Linked DNA regions of Urocitellus parryii: region 1 is linked to region 2. Evidence: chromatin contacts called from public Hi-C data. All regions are on one chromosome and are shown on one strand. The core of a region is the stretch at or near the end of the contact, and the rest is flanking DNA. Distances in the headings are between cores, read along the strand shown.

What was found. A called contact is a pair of places that touch in the nucleus more often than the background predicts.
Region 1: a contact with region 2 is called in a Hi-C map of muscle, with 4 times the contacts expected there. The contact joins the promoter of Dync1h1 here to the promoter of Mok in region 2. A contact is called at or near these places in 2 of 2 Hi-C or Micro-C datasets (liver and muscle).

What each region holds. Positions count from the first base shown.
Region 1 is chr6:4,092,546-4,099,908 of mUroPar1.hap1, forward strand. It overlaps Dync1h1 (dynein cytoplasmic 1 heavy chain 1), which reads right to left and starts at 1,262. Exons shown (of 78, transcript XM_026413775.2): 1 at 824-1,262. The coding sequence starts at 1,079. LOC113200379 (a long non-coding RNA gene) reads left to right here and starts at 1,442. Exons shown (of 5, transcript XR_013343735.1): 1 at 1,442-1,736; 2 at 2,755-3,188; 3 at 5,321-5,412; 4 at 5,797-6,070; 5 at 6,239-7,363.
Region 2 is chr6:3,832,429-3,839,332 of mUroPar1.hap1, forward strand. It overlaps Mok (MOK protein kinase), which reads left to right and starts at 2,846. Exons shown (of 12, transcript XM_026413783.2): 1 at 2,846-3,015. The coding sequence starts at 3,009.

The sequences.
Region 1 (7,363 bases), core at 12-2,511, 260 kb after region 2:
GGCTACCTCTGACCCACCACGACCTCCTTCCTCAACCACAATCCAGCTGCCACGGCTCCCAGGTTTGCTCCTGGGTCTGCTCCCTCCCGAAGCCGCCTAGGCCTGGTCGCGAATCGAAACTGAAAAGCTCATGTGACGTTGGAGGCAGGGATGCGGCCTCCGCTCGCACTCGGCCCAGGGAGACGCTGTCTCCACCCAACTCGGCCATCTTGAGAGGCCCGAGCACACAAAGCGACCCCATTGTTTGGATGATGGCAAGACAGAGGCACCCTGATCCCTTCCCTTAACCAGGATGCGGGCACCCCGCGGGGCTCCAGCCCGGGCAAGGAGTGAAGCAGCGCCGGCCTCTGCGGGGCGTCTGGGGCGTGGGGGGCTCGTGCCTCGGGGGAGGGGGGCGTCTGGGGCATGGGGGACTCCTCCCATCCCCAGTGGTGTCCGGAATATGGGAGGCTCCTCCCTCCCGGGGGCATCTGGGGCGTGGAGGGCTCCTCCATCCCCTGTGGTGTCCGGAAGGTGGGGGGCTCCTCCCATCCCGCCGGGCATCTGGGGAATGGGGGGCTCGTCCCTCCCGGGGGCGTTTGGAGCTCCTCACATCCCCAGAGGTGTCTGGAATGTGGGGGGCTCCCATCCCAAGGGGCATCTGAGGAGTGGGGGGCTCGTCCCTCCAGGGAGTAGTCTGGAGCGTGGGGGACTCCTCCCATCCCCAGTGGTGTCCGGAATGTGGGGGGTTCGTCCCATCCTGAGTGGTGTCAGCGGGCGTGGGGGCTTGTCCCTCCCGCGGGCCGCCCCTGCCCTACGCTGGGCCCTGGCGCCGGCCCCGCACCTTTGAGGGTGGAGCGCTCCACCAAGACCGTGTGGACCTGCGGGTCCGACAAGAACTTGCGCATCTGCTCCAGGGCACTCTTCTCCTCCAGCGCCGCCTCGAGCGCGGCGGGCGCCTCGCCGCCATCCTCCAGCAGCAGCGGCACCAGCTTGCGCAGGTGCTTCTGCAGCACCGAAACGTCGGCCACGTTCTGCACGGCCGACACCTCCAGGCCGGCCGAGCCGTCCTCGCCACCGCCGCCCCCGGGCTCCGACATGGCGCCGCGCTCGGACCCGCAAGCAGCACTGAGAAGGTGTCCGCGACCCGGCGAGAGACAGGAGCGAACGAGAGAGAGAGAGAGAGAGAGAGAGAGAGAGAGAGAGAAACGGGCGCCGGAAGTCGCACCGTCCGCTAGCCCACGGCCGACTGGGGTGAGCGGCGCCGGCTCCGCCCTTTAGGCAGCCGCCGCCCGCCGGCCCCGCCCCACCCGCCGGCCGCAGCCGCCGCAGCCACCGGCGCCCGCTCGCGGCTGGCGTCACGACGCCGCAGATGCGCTGGGTGCCTGGCGTCGCCGCCGCGCGGCCTTCTGGAACTTGTAGTCCCGGCGCTGGGCGGGGCCCGAGTCTCCTCACTGTCAGCCCTGCTGATGCGGACCTGGCTTGGCCTCCGGGGTGAAAGCGGCGTGCTACCGAACCGCGTCTGCCTTGTTCACTGCGGTGGACCGTGGACGCAGCGAATCGCACACATCCCGAGAACGCCACAAATAGCTAACGAATGATGTGTGGATGAGAACCCAGATTTAACAGGCGCTCAGCTTGTGCCGGGCTTTGTTCTAAGCTCCTAGCGAGTGAAGAAATGAGTGCACATTAAGTGCCGCAATGTAGGCCTGGTCCAGGTCGCCCTACATATGCTTACGTACCTTATGTATACGGAGGTACATGAGAGTTTTTTCAGAGGGGGAGGGATGGGGGGCCGTGCCGGTGGTCGCACTGCTTGGTAGAAGGGGACATTCCAGTGGAGTAACGGGCCTCTACCAGGACGGAGAGGCCTGAAGGCTGTGGCTGGGGCATTTACTGCAGGGCAGTGTGAAATTAAGCCAGGAATGACACGTGGATACAGACTCTGAAGGGACCTGGGTCCCAAAGACCAAATCAGGCCTCCCCCCAGGCAAGGATGCTGCGAGGACCGAGAGGGGTGCCGCCTATATGAGGATATGTGCTTATAGTAGTGATTGCCCCCCCCCCCCAGCAGCCCTGAACTGGCACTGCCCTTCCGTGGGCTTCAGCATTTGGGACAGTAGAAGCAAGGGCTGGGATGCTTGCTGGCTAAGGTTCCCCTTGTTCTGTCCCACCCCAACCTCCCCTACACCAAGACCACGTAAGGGCCAGAATCCAGGCGCCCCTCATTTGTGGTTTAGAGATGGCAGTTCCTTCTAAGGAGGTAGTAATTGGCCTTAGAAAGTTCAAACCCATAACTTGCTTTTTCAGTTGAACAGAGGGAAGGAAGCCAAAGGCATTTTTTATATCAAAGTACAGAGTCAGAGAGCTGAATCCTGATTGGTGAACTGATGATGGTATGATTCTATTGTCCCAAATCATCTTTGGAAAACTGCATAACCTACAATATGCTTATTCCTTGCACAATTATCTGGTGCCAGGCCCCAGAGACTGCTGGAACACAGAGGCTAATCAGATGGTTCTTATCTTTAAGGAGTTTATGAAATAAATAACAGATTGGTTTCCCATCGTCCTGCCCTTCATCAACCCACCCTTGTATGATATGCCCACACAGTTCTAAATATCTTTTAGGAGGAAAAAATAGAACAACAGCAACAAGTTTGTGTTATGGTCATAATAGTAATGAATGACAACAACACACGACCAATAGCTGATACTGAGTGCTCATTCCATGCTAGGCACTGTGCTAAGAGTTTCCTTCTATATGTCCTTTAGGGCTAGGAACTGGAATGAAGAGGCAGGTCACCATCTGAGACACAGAAATCCGCAGAGACCTGGAAGATAAAGAGACTGCATATTGGCTGCACCGTGAGTCAGCACCAGCATGGGAGACACTCAGGCAGCCAAGGGACTCAAACATCTGCAACCTGGCTCCGAGCCAAGGAGACAGATAACGGGCTCCAAATTCCCAGTCCTGCACGATGGGCTCAAAACTAAAATCATTTATTATTTCTAAGAGGATGAAAATCAGAAAAAACTGAGTAATCCATCTACAAGGATTTATAAATGAACCGAATGTCCTTGCTATGTTTGTTGTATTTAATATGTAAAAAGAAGAAGGTCAGTTGTGATTAGGGGCTTTCTACACAGAGTGCTGACATTCCATGTGCATTATGCCAGAGGCTGGCCAGACTGCACCGGTGCTGAGGGTGAGAGGAAGCTCTCATGGGGCCCTTTCTGCCTCCTGCCATAGGCCTGATCACACCCTGAGCTGATCCAAGGTGGGGGATCTACCCACCTGCTTCTCCCATGCATTTCTGTGTTTTAATATCTCTGCTTTCGCCTGTCAATGGTAGAACCTACTCTCAGTTGTCAGGAAGTGCTGGAGAGAGGTCTTTCTAAGTCAGTGTAGGATGACAGTAGCTGCTTGTATTTATCAGAAATTGGTGATGTGTGGTCTGCACAGATGAAAGCATACCCACATCCTACCTCTCTTTAAAATATTATGTGGGTACCACGCATGGTGGCACAGGCCTGTAATCCCTGACTTGGGAGGCTGAGGGAGGATTGCAAGATCACTCAGCAATTTAATGAAGCCCTAAGCAGCTAAGCAAGACCCTGTCTCAAAATAAAATTTAAAAAGGACTGGAGATGTGGCTCAGTGGTAAAGTACCCCTGCATTCAATCCCTAGTACCAATAATAATAATAATAATAATAACAACAACAACAATGGCTTCTCAAGTTCTGGCTGGTGGCAGCCTCATCCCCATTCTTGCCTCACCTAACCTGTGGACAGCCCAGAACCCTTTGGTGGAACTCCCCTGAACCACATCTTCAGGCTCCTTGATGGAAATCTCCTCCTCTCCCTCATAATTCCACATTGAACCCTCATTCATTCCATGGGCTAATTCAACCCCAGTTCTGGGAGCAGAGAGAGGTCCTCTAAGCTCAGAATTATCAGCACCAGCTGGGTGTGGCCCAGAGTGGGCACTGGTTACTGGGTGTGAAACCAGCATCTTACCCCAGGACCCCAGGAATGAGTGCTGGTGGTGGAAGCAACAGAGTACTTATGGGTTTGACATTCCTTGCCACTTCAAGGCAGGCCACAGCCTTTGACCAGGGCACAGCTAGAGGACTAAGCTAGAGCTCCACAGGGTTACAGAACGCTTCTGATGAAGCTTCTTTCCAGGAACCACCCCCTTTTCTATCTGGGCTATTTGTCAAGTAAGCCTTGGGGTAACCCGCAGGGTATGGGGTGAGGAGAGGGTGCTCACCTGCAGGATCAGAACGGGTCGCTGGCGCCCTCTGGTGGTGCACAGGAGGATTGGAGGGCCCTCTTGCTTGGGAGGAGGCCTGGCTTCCCAACCTGCTATGTGGGTGGAGGTTCCAGACTCACCTTCTCAAGGGTGTCTGGGTCACTTGTCCAGGATGGCAGAGTGAGTAAGGACAGTGACCAAAGGGGACTGCCAGCTTGTGTTTCTACCCACATCCCAAGTGAGAAGTTACTGCTAAAGCTTTTCTCTAACTGGGCAGGCAGCTGATGGGGTCTCCTGACTACTGGATTAAGTGTGACTCTGCTAGCCCTCTGAAGTCCCTGGTGCTACTCTGGTCCCTCCCAGGGGCATCCAGTGCTTTTTCTTATCAAAAACTGTGTCCCTAGCCAAGACCTCTGCTCCAGACTGGTCAGGACCCCATCCCCTCTCAGGATGCTCTCCCTCCCTCACAGCTCCCACCCTGCACTGACACATCCCTTCTTTAAAAGAGAAGGGAAACCCTGCCATATCCACACCATCTCTTTGTTGTCCTTTCCACAAACTCCTCAGAAATAAGTGTACACTCCTACTGCCTCTCGCTCCACCTTGGATGTGCTGTCCAGTCTTCTCCCTCCACCCAGACATTCCCAGCAAGTGCTCTGGCCCATGTCAGCCAGCCTCCACCTGGGCAGGCCCAGCGTCCGAGACTGAGAGTCCTCTTCTTGCTCGACGTGCTGTCGGCCCTGACACAGTGGGCCCTCGCTCCCTCTCTGCATCCCTCCTTCACTTATTTCAGCAGCCGCCCTCTCCGATTCCTTCTAGTCTCTTTGCTGGAGCTCCCCCCACCCCTCAGAAGGTTGGAGTGGCCCAAGGCTTGGTCCTCATCTGCTTTGCCTTCTGCCAACCATCCTTGGCTGGGCTGTCCCCAGCGGCAGATGTCAACAAGCTGCACCCCCCTATTCCAACCTAGCAGACTGTTCTATGTGGTTAGCTGGAGTGTTCTAGAAAATGCCGGTTGGGTCATGTTGGTTGGAGGTGTGGTTCAAATCTGTGTTCTTATTGATTTTCTGTGTACTCATTCTGTCAGTTATTAAGAGAGGCGTGCTAAAGTCTGGTTGAAGCTGTGGATTTCTCTCTCCTTGTAGTGCAATCAGTTTTTGCTGTTTGGAAGCCCTGGTGGTAGGTACATACACATACGGCATGCCTGTGTCCCTTCCTGAATCTACACCTTTTTTATTTGAAATGTCTCTGTTTCTCGTAATATTGTTTGCTCTAAAATCTACTGTCTGATTTTAACACAGCCACTCTAAGTCTCTCTTGTTTGGTGTTAGTGTGGTATCGCTTCTTCCATTATTTCCTGTTAACCTCTCTGTGACTTTTTATTTAAAGTAGGTTTCTGGGTGGCAGCATATTGTTAGTTTTTGTTTTAAAAAAATCTGATGATTTCTGCCTTTGGGGGTTGATTATGGATATGGGTGGTGTTTAAGCCTACCATCTTGCTATTTGATTTCTATTTGTCCCATCTATTCTCTGTCCAGAATTGAACTCTGATCCCTCTCACAGCCCTTCCTCCTCCAGAGCTCCCCTGGCAGGACACACTGCCCCTGTCCACCCTGATGCTCAGGCCAAAGCCCCTGTCCACCCTTGATGCCTCGCCTTCCTCCACGTGCCCATCTGGTGCACCAGCGAACTCTCGGCTCTCCCAAGTACCTCTGAAATCCTGCCTCTCCTACCTGCCCTGCTGCCTCATGAGCTCCAAACCCCACCTGCCCCCCAGGACTGCTGCCTGAGCTGCCTGCAGGCTGTTCTCCACAGCAGAGGGACTGGTCTTCATAAGGTAAGTCAAAGTCATCTCTTCTATGTCCAAATGCTCCTGTGGCTTCTCCTCTCACCTGGGGAAAACCACCCAGGAGCCTGCTCACCTCTGCGTTGTTCCTGGGTCACACCAGCCATGCCTTAGCCTAATGTTTTTCCTCTTTCTCTTTCTGGAATGTTTTTCTTCCAGGATCTTCGGTGGCTCACTCCTCCCACCTCAACCCACGCTCAGGCCTCTGCTGAAGTCCTCCTGAGGGAGAGGAGGCCTGTTTGAACACCTTCTCCAAAATAGCACCCCCACCATGCCCCCCTTGCCTGGCTCTATTTTTATCCCCAGCTCCTTTCTTTGAAGTACACATACTTGGGTTTTTAGTTCATGATCTCTGTCCCACAACTAGAACGCAGTTCCACAAGGGCAAGTTCCCTCTCCAGTGAGCTGCGCGCTCGTGGCCTGCACCAGCACTGACGATGCCGTTCTGCTTGCCGGTCGTGTGAGTGCAAGAGCTATTTGGGGCATGAGTCAATGAACAGGGTACTTCCATCCCCAAGGGGAATTACAGGGTGAGTCTAAGAGAACAGAGCCTAATAAGATACGCTCCTTGTGGGCTGTGGCGGTGGCTCAGCGGTAGAGCACTTGCTTAGCACGCACACGAGGCCCTGTGTTAGATCCTCAGTAGCACATAAAAGTAAATAAATAAAAATAAAGGTATTGTGTCCATCTACAACTAAAAAATAAATATATATAAAAAAGATATGCTCCTTGGTGACCAAGCAAACACAGCAAAACTGGTTTGTAGAACCCCCCATGGGTTACTTCTGTGAAATTAAAGATGTGCACTAAGCACATTGACATCACGTACCCATCAGTCCCTGGTGGGATCCATCCCAGGCTCCCTAGTTTTTCTCCATCCATAGTTGGAATGGCAACCAGGATGCATTTCTTCAAGACTTTGAAAAGAAGTGACACAAATACAAAGGTCTTGAGGGATATCTGGAGATTTGGGGGATGCCTACGATGGGTTGAATTGTATTCCTCCCAAAGACCTGAGCCCTGTATCTGTGAACGTGACCTTATGTGGAAACAGGGTCCTTGCAGATGTCACTGAGTTGAGATCAGTCTGGATCAGGGTTAGCTCTACATTCAGTGACCAATATTCTTCTCAGGAGAGGGAAATATGGACCCAGATCCATGAATACACACAGGACGAGCACTGTAAGCTTGGAGAGATGCATCTGTAAGCCAAGGTACACCAAGGGTGGCCGGGACCCAGGAGAGAGGTTTGGAGCAGATTCTCCCTCTGGACTCCTGTGGGAA
Region 2 (6,904 bases), core at 1,596-4,095:
ATACAAAAGAAAAATAGAGAAACAGAAGGATTTTTCAGATGTTGCTTCTAATTTGCTTCAACAAATCGGTTGATTCCAGAAACCAGGTGACCTTAAAAATTTCTTTCCTTAAGGTGGGATATTCTCCTCCCTCTTACTGCTTTTCAGTGGCTTCCAATTACTACTCCTATTATTATTATTATTTTGGTACTGGGGTATTTAACCACTGAGCCACAACTCCAGCCCTTTTTGGGTGGGGGGTACCAGGGATTGAACTCAGGGGCACTTGACACTGAGCCATATTTTATATAGAGACAGGGTCTCACTGAGTTGCTTAGCGCCTCACTATTGCCGAGGCAGGTTTTGAACTTGAGATCCTCCTGTCTCAGCCTCCGGAGCTGCTGGGATTAAAGGCGTGTGCCACCATGCCTGGCTCCATTCCTTTTAAATTTTTATTTTTGAGACAGAATCTCACTAAGTTGTTGAGACTGTCACCTAAATTGATCAGACTAGGACTTCTGATCTTCTTGCCTTAGCTTCCCAAGTCTCTGGGATTACAGGTGTGGGTCACTGCATCCAGCTGTCCTTTGACATTTTTCTAGTGTCAAAAGATGGGCTGGGGATGTGGCTCAAGCGGTAGCGCGCTCGCCTGGCATGCGTGCGGCCCGGGTTCGATCCTCAGCACCACATACCAACAAAGATGTTGTGTCCGCCGAGAACTAAGAAAATAAATATTAAAAAAAAAAAAAAGTTATATAAAAAAAAAAGATAAATTCACAACATACTTAGTTTTAGGTTGAATTGGATTTTGTTCCAGATTCAAGAATTGGGGCAGCCTCCATTCTTCAGAACAGAATGAGAGCTCCCACTATGCAAAAACAGAACCATGGGTTTTATAAGGTGGTAACAGAACAATAGAAAGAAAGCTGATGGGTTAGTGTCAAGTTGTATTATTTTGGCAGGAGTGAAAGCAAAGCTGACTTGGGTAGACTGGATCTCCTGTTTTGGGGAAAAACTAGTGTGTTTTGGGATCTATTTGCTTAAATTTTCAGTTTGATGGTGGCATTTAGCATGAGTGACTCCATTTTGGTTTGGTCTGGTTTGTTGTGGGCTAGTGTGGAAGTTCCTCCCAAAATGATGGCCTCCCATAGTGTGTGTGTATATATATATATATATATATATATATATATATATATATATATATATTATACCTTTATTTTGTTTACTTTTATGTGGTGCTGGGGATCGAACCCAGTGCCTCACCCATGCTAGGTAAGTGCTCTACCATTGAGCCAAAACTCAGCCCCTGCAATAGTTTTTTAACACTACTAATTTTTTTTTAAACCATAAAAAAATTTAAGCCAGGTTTCGTAGCACATGCCTTTAATCTGAGCTACTTGGGAAGTTGAGGAGAGGATCCCAATTTCAAGGCAATAAATTAAAAAGGACTGGAGGTGTAGCTCAGTGGTAGAGGGCCTCTAGGTTCAATGCACAGTACCACACCCACACCCACACCCACACAGGATATTTTAAGATTTTTGTATTATATGTTTCAAATCAGTTTTTCCGAATGTTGTCTTAATCTTTTAGATAATAGCCTGTGTCCACACTAGAGTGGAGAAGAGGGAATTTGTGTATAGACTTTTCTATATGTTGGTAGAATATTGCTGGTGAGTGATTTTCTACATTTAAATTGTGAATGCCGGGCTGGGGATGTGGCTCAAGCGGTAGCGTGCTCGCCTGGCATGCGTGCGGCCCAGGTTCGATCCTCAGCACCACATACCAACAAAGATGTTGTGTCCGCCGAGAACTAAAAAATAAATATTAAAAAAAATTGTGAATGCCTTTTAACCTATTAACTCCTATCAAAACAATCACACGAATGTTTAAAGATATGTACAAGGATACTTTCTGGTCTTGTTTGTAATTGTGAAAAATAAAGCATTTTTAGGAAAAATTATATCATGTAATATAATACACCTGTTAAAAAGCATAGATTAGGGGCTGGGGCTGAGCGGTAGCACACTTGCCTGGCATGTGTGAGGCACTGGATTAGATTCTCAGTACCACATATAAATAAATAAATATATATCAACAATTTTAAAAAATTTTTAAAAAAGCATAGGATAGCTCTCTATGTGCCAATATTGAAAGGTGACTAGCCAGTCACATGCCATATGACTGTAATTCCAGTAACTCTGGAGACTCAAGAAGAAGGATCACAGGTTTCAGGCCAGCCTCTGCAACTTGGCAAGACCCTGTCTCAAAATGAAAAAATTAAAATTAGAAAAAGTCTGGGGATGTAATGGTAAAGCGCCCCTAGGTTCAATCCTCAGAACCCAAAACAAACTCAGAGTGACTATAATATATTAAATGAAAAAAAGAAAACTATAGAAGAATATATATGATTTATCTATAGCTTTCAATTATGGGAAAATTTGTCCAAATACATAATCAGAAATTCCAAGAGAGAGTGAGAGAGGAGAGAGAGAGAGAGAGAGAGAGAGAGAGAGAGAGAAACAAGAAAAAAGAAAAACGTACAAATTCATTGGGTAATCGCTGGTACCAGACCGGTAGATGCTCAACTTCGGGATGAGGTGGCAAAGAAGAGGTGTCATTTAACGTCAGAGTTTTCGAGCTAGTAGAAGTTGCAGGATCTCTTCCGCGTTTCAGGCTCGGAATTGCTGAGTGACAGCCGGGAGACTCCAGCCCGCGAGGGTTTAAATTTGAAGCGGCGGCGGCGGTCGCTAAGTAACCACGCAGAGGAGGCGGGCCGCATTGCGCATGCGTATGTTGGCAGGCTTCTGCGCACGCGCGGCTCCACCTCGGGGGCGGTCAGGGCCGACGGTTGCCAGGGTGACGAGGATACAATATGGCGGCTGTATCCTAACGCTCTTGGGCAAGGGGCCACCGCGGAGGTCCCAGCACAGGATCCCGCCTCAGGGAGAGGAGGGCAGGTCCCGGCCTTCCTGCCCTTGTCTTTTCCGCGCAGGGTCGGCCAGGGGTTGTCGCCGACTCTCGCGCGCAGGATGAAGAGTGAGTGAGCCGGGAGGGCCGGGCCGGGCCGTTCTGGGGGCTGGGCGGGCGAGTGCCGCTCTGCCCCGGCGCCGGGCGGTGCAGGCCGGAGGTGCGGGAGCCGGGTTTTCAGAGCCGCGCCGGGCGAGGTTCCGTTTCTGAACGTTCCGGGTGGCCGTGGGCGCTCGCAGCCGGCGCCCTGCCAGGGTGAAGTGCTCGGCGTGCAGTCGCCGGACCTGGGCGTGCGTTTCATTTTTGGGGTCGAGCAGTAGTGTTTCTATAGCAGCTGGGTTCACAGGAACTTAGAAGCATCCTTTTAGTGACATTAGAAACGGTTACTTAGAAGTTGGGAAGTGGGCCTCATCCTAGAAAAGGGGTAAAAGAAAGTTTGCCCGCGTTGGGTTTGTGGATCGTGGCCGATCTGCGGCCAGCAGCGCGGCTCGCTGTCGTGTTCAGCATCACTCTTCAGGTATTGTCGTTTATGGCTGTCAGCCAGAGGCGCTTACAAGTTCAGCCTCCTTTGGTGTTTCAAGTTGGAACTATGCTGGTTATATTAAACCTGCATTGTATCCTAATTGTTTTTTGTGAATGCTGTAAATTGCACGATATATTAAAACATATCCGTCTTTGCCTCATACACTCTTCACGCTGCACTCCAAGAAGTGACTTCTCTTTTCAGTTTCCTAAATATGTGCGCATGTATGTGTGTGTGTGTGTGTGTGTGTGTGTGTGTGTAAATATGTATCTATCCCTCTCAAAGTTAGCTGGTGTGGTGGAGCACACCTCTAATCCCAGCAACCCTGGAGGCTGAAGCTGGAGGATCTAAAGTTCAAGACCAGTCTCTGCAAATTCTGGAAGCCCTAAGCAACTTAGGCTCTGTCTAAAAAGAAAAAAATAAAATAAAAAGAACTGAGGGTGTGGTTCAGTGGCTAAGCACCCTGGTTTCAATTGCTGACACCAAAATATAAATAAATAAAAAAATAAAATAAAGAAAAAAACCCCTAATGTTAGTAACTACATATAGGCATATGTATATATGAGTATATAAAGTACATATGTATGGGCTGGGGTTGTGGCTCAGTGTTAGAGCACTCACCTAGCATGTGTGAGGCCCTGGGCACCACATAAAGATAAATAAGTAAAGGTATTGTGTCCATCTACAACTAAAAAATATTTTTAAAAGTATATATAATTTGCATTTTGTGTTTTATGCCCTAAAGAGGCTTAACCACTTAGCTAAATCTCCAGCCCTTTTTTAAATTTTTGAATTTTGGGATAGGGTCTTGTATTGCAGACGCTGTCCTGGAACTCCCAATCCTCCTGCCTAAGCCTCCAGAGTAGTTGGGATTACCTATGTGTGCCCCCACCCTGGCTCATCTCAGATGGTCATTTTGGTAGCTTTCAGTTACTTGGTTTAGTGATAACATCTTTTCCCTTTCTTTATTCTATCTTAAAATCCAGTCCGAGAGTTCATGCAGCCTCTCATCTCTGGTTTAAGACCTGATCATGAATTAAATGTTTTACAAGTAGTTAACAGTGGAGAGAACATTTCAGAACAGAAAATCACAGAGACGGAATCATAGAAGCAGAATGAACAGGAAAAGTGAGTAATGGTGCAAGTTGGACCCATAGCATGGGGTCAGAATACACCTGGGCATGCTAGATTATCATGTTGGTCTTTAATTTTTGGATTTTCCAGGTATTCTTTCTTATTGTTTTCTAGGCAGTGCTCGCTCACATGTGTAGGGATGCTTTGATCAGTCTGTAGTGTATTGCTGTCCTTCTCCTTTTTGTTTTGGATCATTTGTGTAGCAGGGAGCAACCAGTTAATGCTGTGTAATTGCTGAAGCTGAGCAGACATGATGGCAGCTTGGGGCCAGTCTCTGACCTTTCTTTATCATCCTGGTTTTCTTTTCTAGGTATGTATCACTAAGCAAATCACCCCAACTTAGGGACTTAACAACACACTTTTCTTATGGTTCTGTGGGTTGCCTCCACTCAACTAGGCAGCTCTCACTGGGAGTCTCATGAATTTGTAGTCATGATAGATGGTGGTTGGAGTTGAAGTCATCTTGAAAGTCTCATTCACTTGTCTGGCAGATGATGCTGGTGGTTCTCTGGGACCACAGCCTGGGCTGTCAGAACCCTACATGAGGTCTCTCCTTGTGGCTTGGGCTTCCTCACATCATGGCAGTTGAGTTCTGGGTGTATATCCCAAGAGTAGGAAGTGGAAGTGGGCAGCTGCCTGAATGGTGACCCACACCTGTAGTGAGGCTGAGGCAGGAAGATACTTGAGCTCACAAGTTTGCAACCAGTCTGGTCAACATACTGAGACCCACCTCAAAAAAAAAAAAGTTTATCCTTATGTAATAAGTCTGTGTGTGTTAGTACTCTAAAAATTAAAGTATCATTTTTTTCCTGTTTGAACATTAGTGTGTGTGTGTGTGTGTGTGTTGCTAGAGATTAAATCCAGAGGTGCTCTACCACTGAGCTATACCCGCATCCTTTTTATTTTTTTAATTTTGAGACAGGATCTCACTAAGTTGCCCAGGCTGGCCTCAAACTTGTGATCCTCCCACCTGAGGTTCCAGAGTTGCTGGCATTACAGGTATGCACCACCATTGTACCCAGCTCCTGTTTGAACTTTTTAATAGATTAGTTGAGCACACCTACAGAAATAGGAAAAAAATTACATGTTCTATAGTAATGGTTTTGCTGCAATATTACAGAGAGATTTAAAAAAATTATCTGTTGGGGCTGGAATTGTGGCTCAGTGATAGAGTGCTTGCCTAGCATGTTTGAAGCACTGGATTCAAGCCTCAGCACCGCATAAAAATAAATAAATAAAAGGTATTGTGTCCATCTACAAACTAAAATTTTTGAAAAATTATCTGTTGTAATTATAATAATTTTGAATGGTCTCTTAAATACCAATATTTTTTCATAGAATCAAAGTTTCAAGGTTATCTCCATCTTTTTCCATCTTCTCCTTCCTAGTGGGTGTATTACCTCCTGTTTTTTATAAATGGTTGCATCAACTAGCATCTTTTTTTTCTTGAAAGAAAGACAAAATTAAGTAAAAGCAATACTGACTTTGTGGTAAATTCTGCCAGTAGATTTTAAGGTGGTCTCAGGACCCTCCACTACTTGGCATAATGAGTCCTGGTTAACATTTTCTTTCTTTTTTTATATATATATTTTTTTAGTTGTTGATGGACCTTTATTTTAAATGCTTATTTACATGTGGTTCTGGGAATCGAATGCAGTGCCTCACACGTGCAAGGCAAGCGCTCTACCGCTGGTCTACAACTCCAGTCCCCTAGTTAACATTTCCTTAGATGTAATTTTCATGGATATTTTCTGTGTATGAATATATATATTTACTACACACACACACACACACACACCACACACACATTCCTTAGACAAACACCCCCAGATAAATGGGATTACATTAAATATGTTGTAACTTGCTAGGATGATGCTTCCATGAAATTGTTTGAACACAAACCTTTGAGTAATTCTGTGAGTTTATCACTGTGTACTTTATTAGCAATGGACTTACTGGGGTAGTGGGTGTGGTTTTAAATTTAAAATTTTAATGAATTTTTGAATAATTTTATGTCCTTTTGTGTTGGTGTGTGTGCTGGGTTTTTGTTTGATTTTGAAGACCTGTGGAAATAGACCCCTTGCTGAGTGGTTTTTGTGGTGATGGTTTCTCTTTTCCTCTCCCTACCTGCCAACCCTGTTGGACACTCCAGATTTTCCACCTGCTGGAAGACCCCAGCTGGAAACTACCCTTCACCTACCACCACTTTCTCCTGGTGTCATGCTCCCTCCTGGCTGGTTGTGACAGTCTGGAGCCAGCCTGGGGTGTTGGCACACATTCTGAGTTTGTGCACTTAAAACC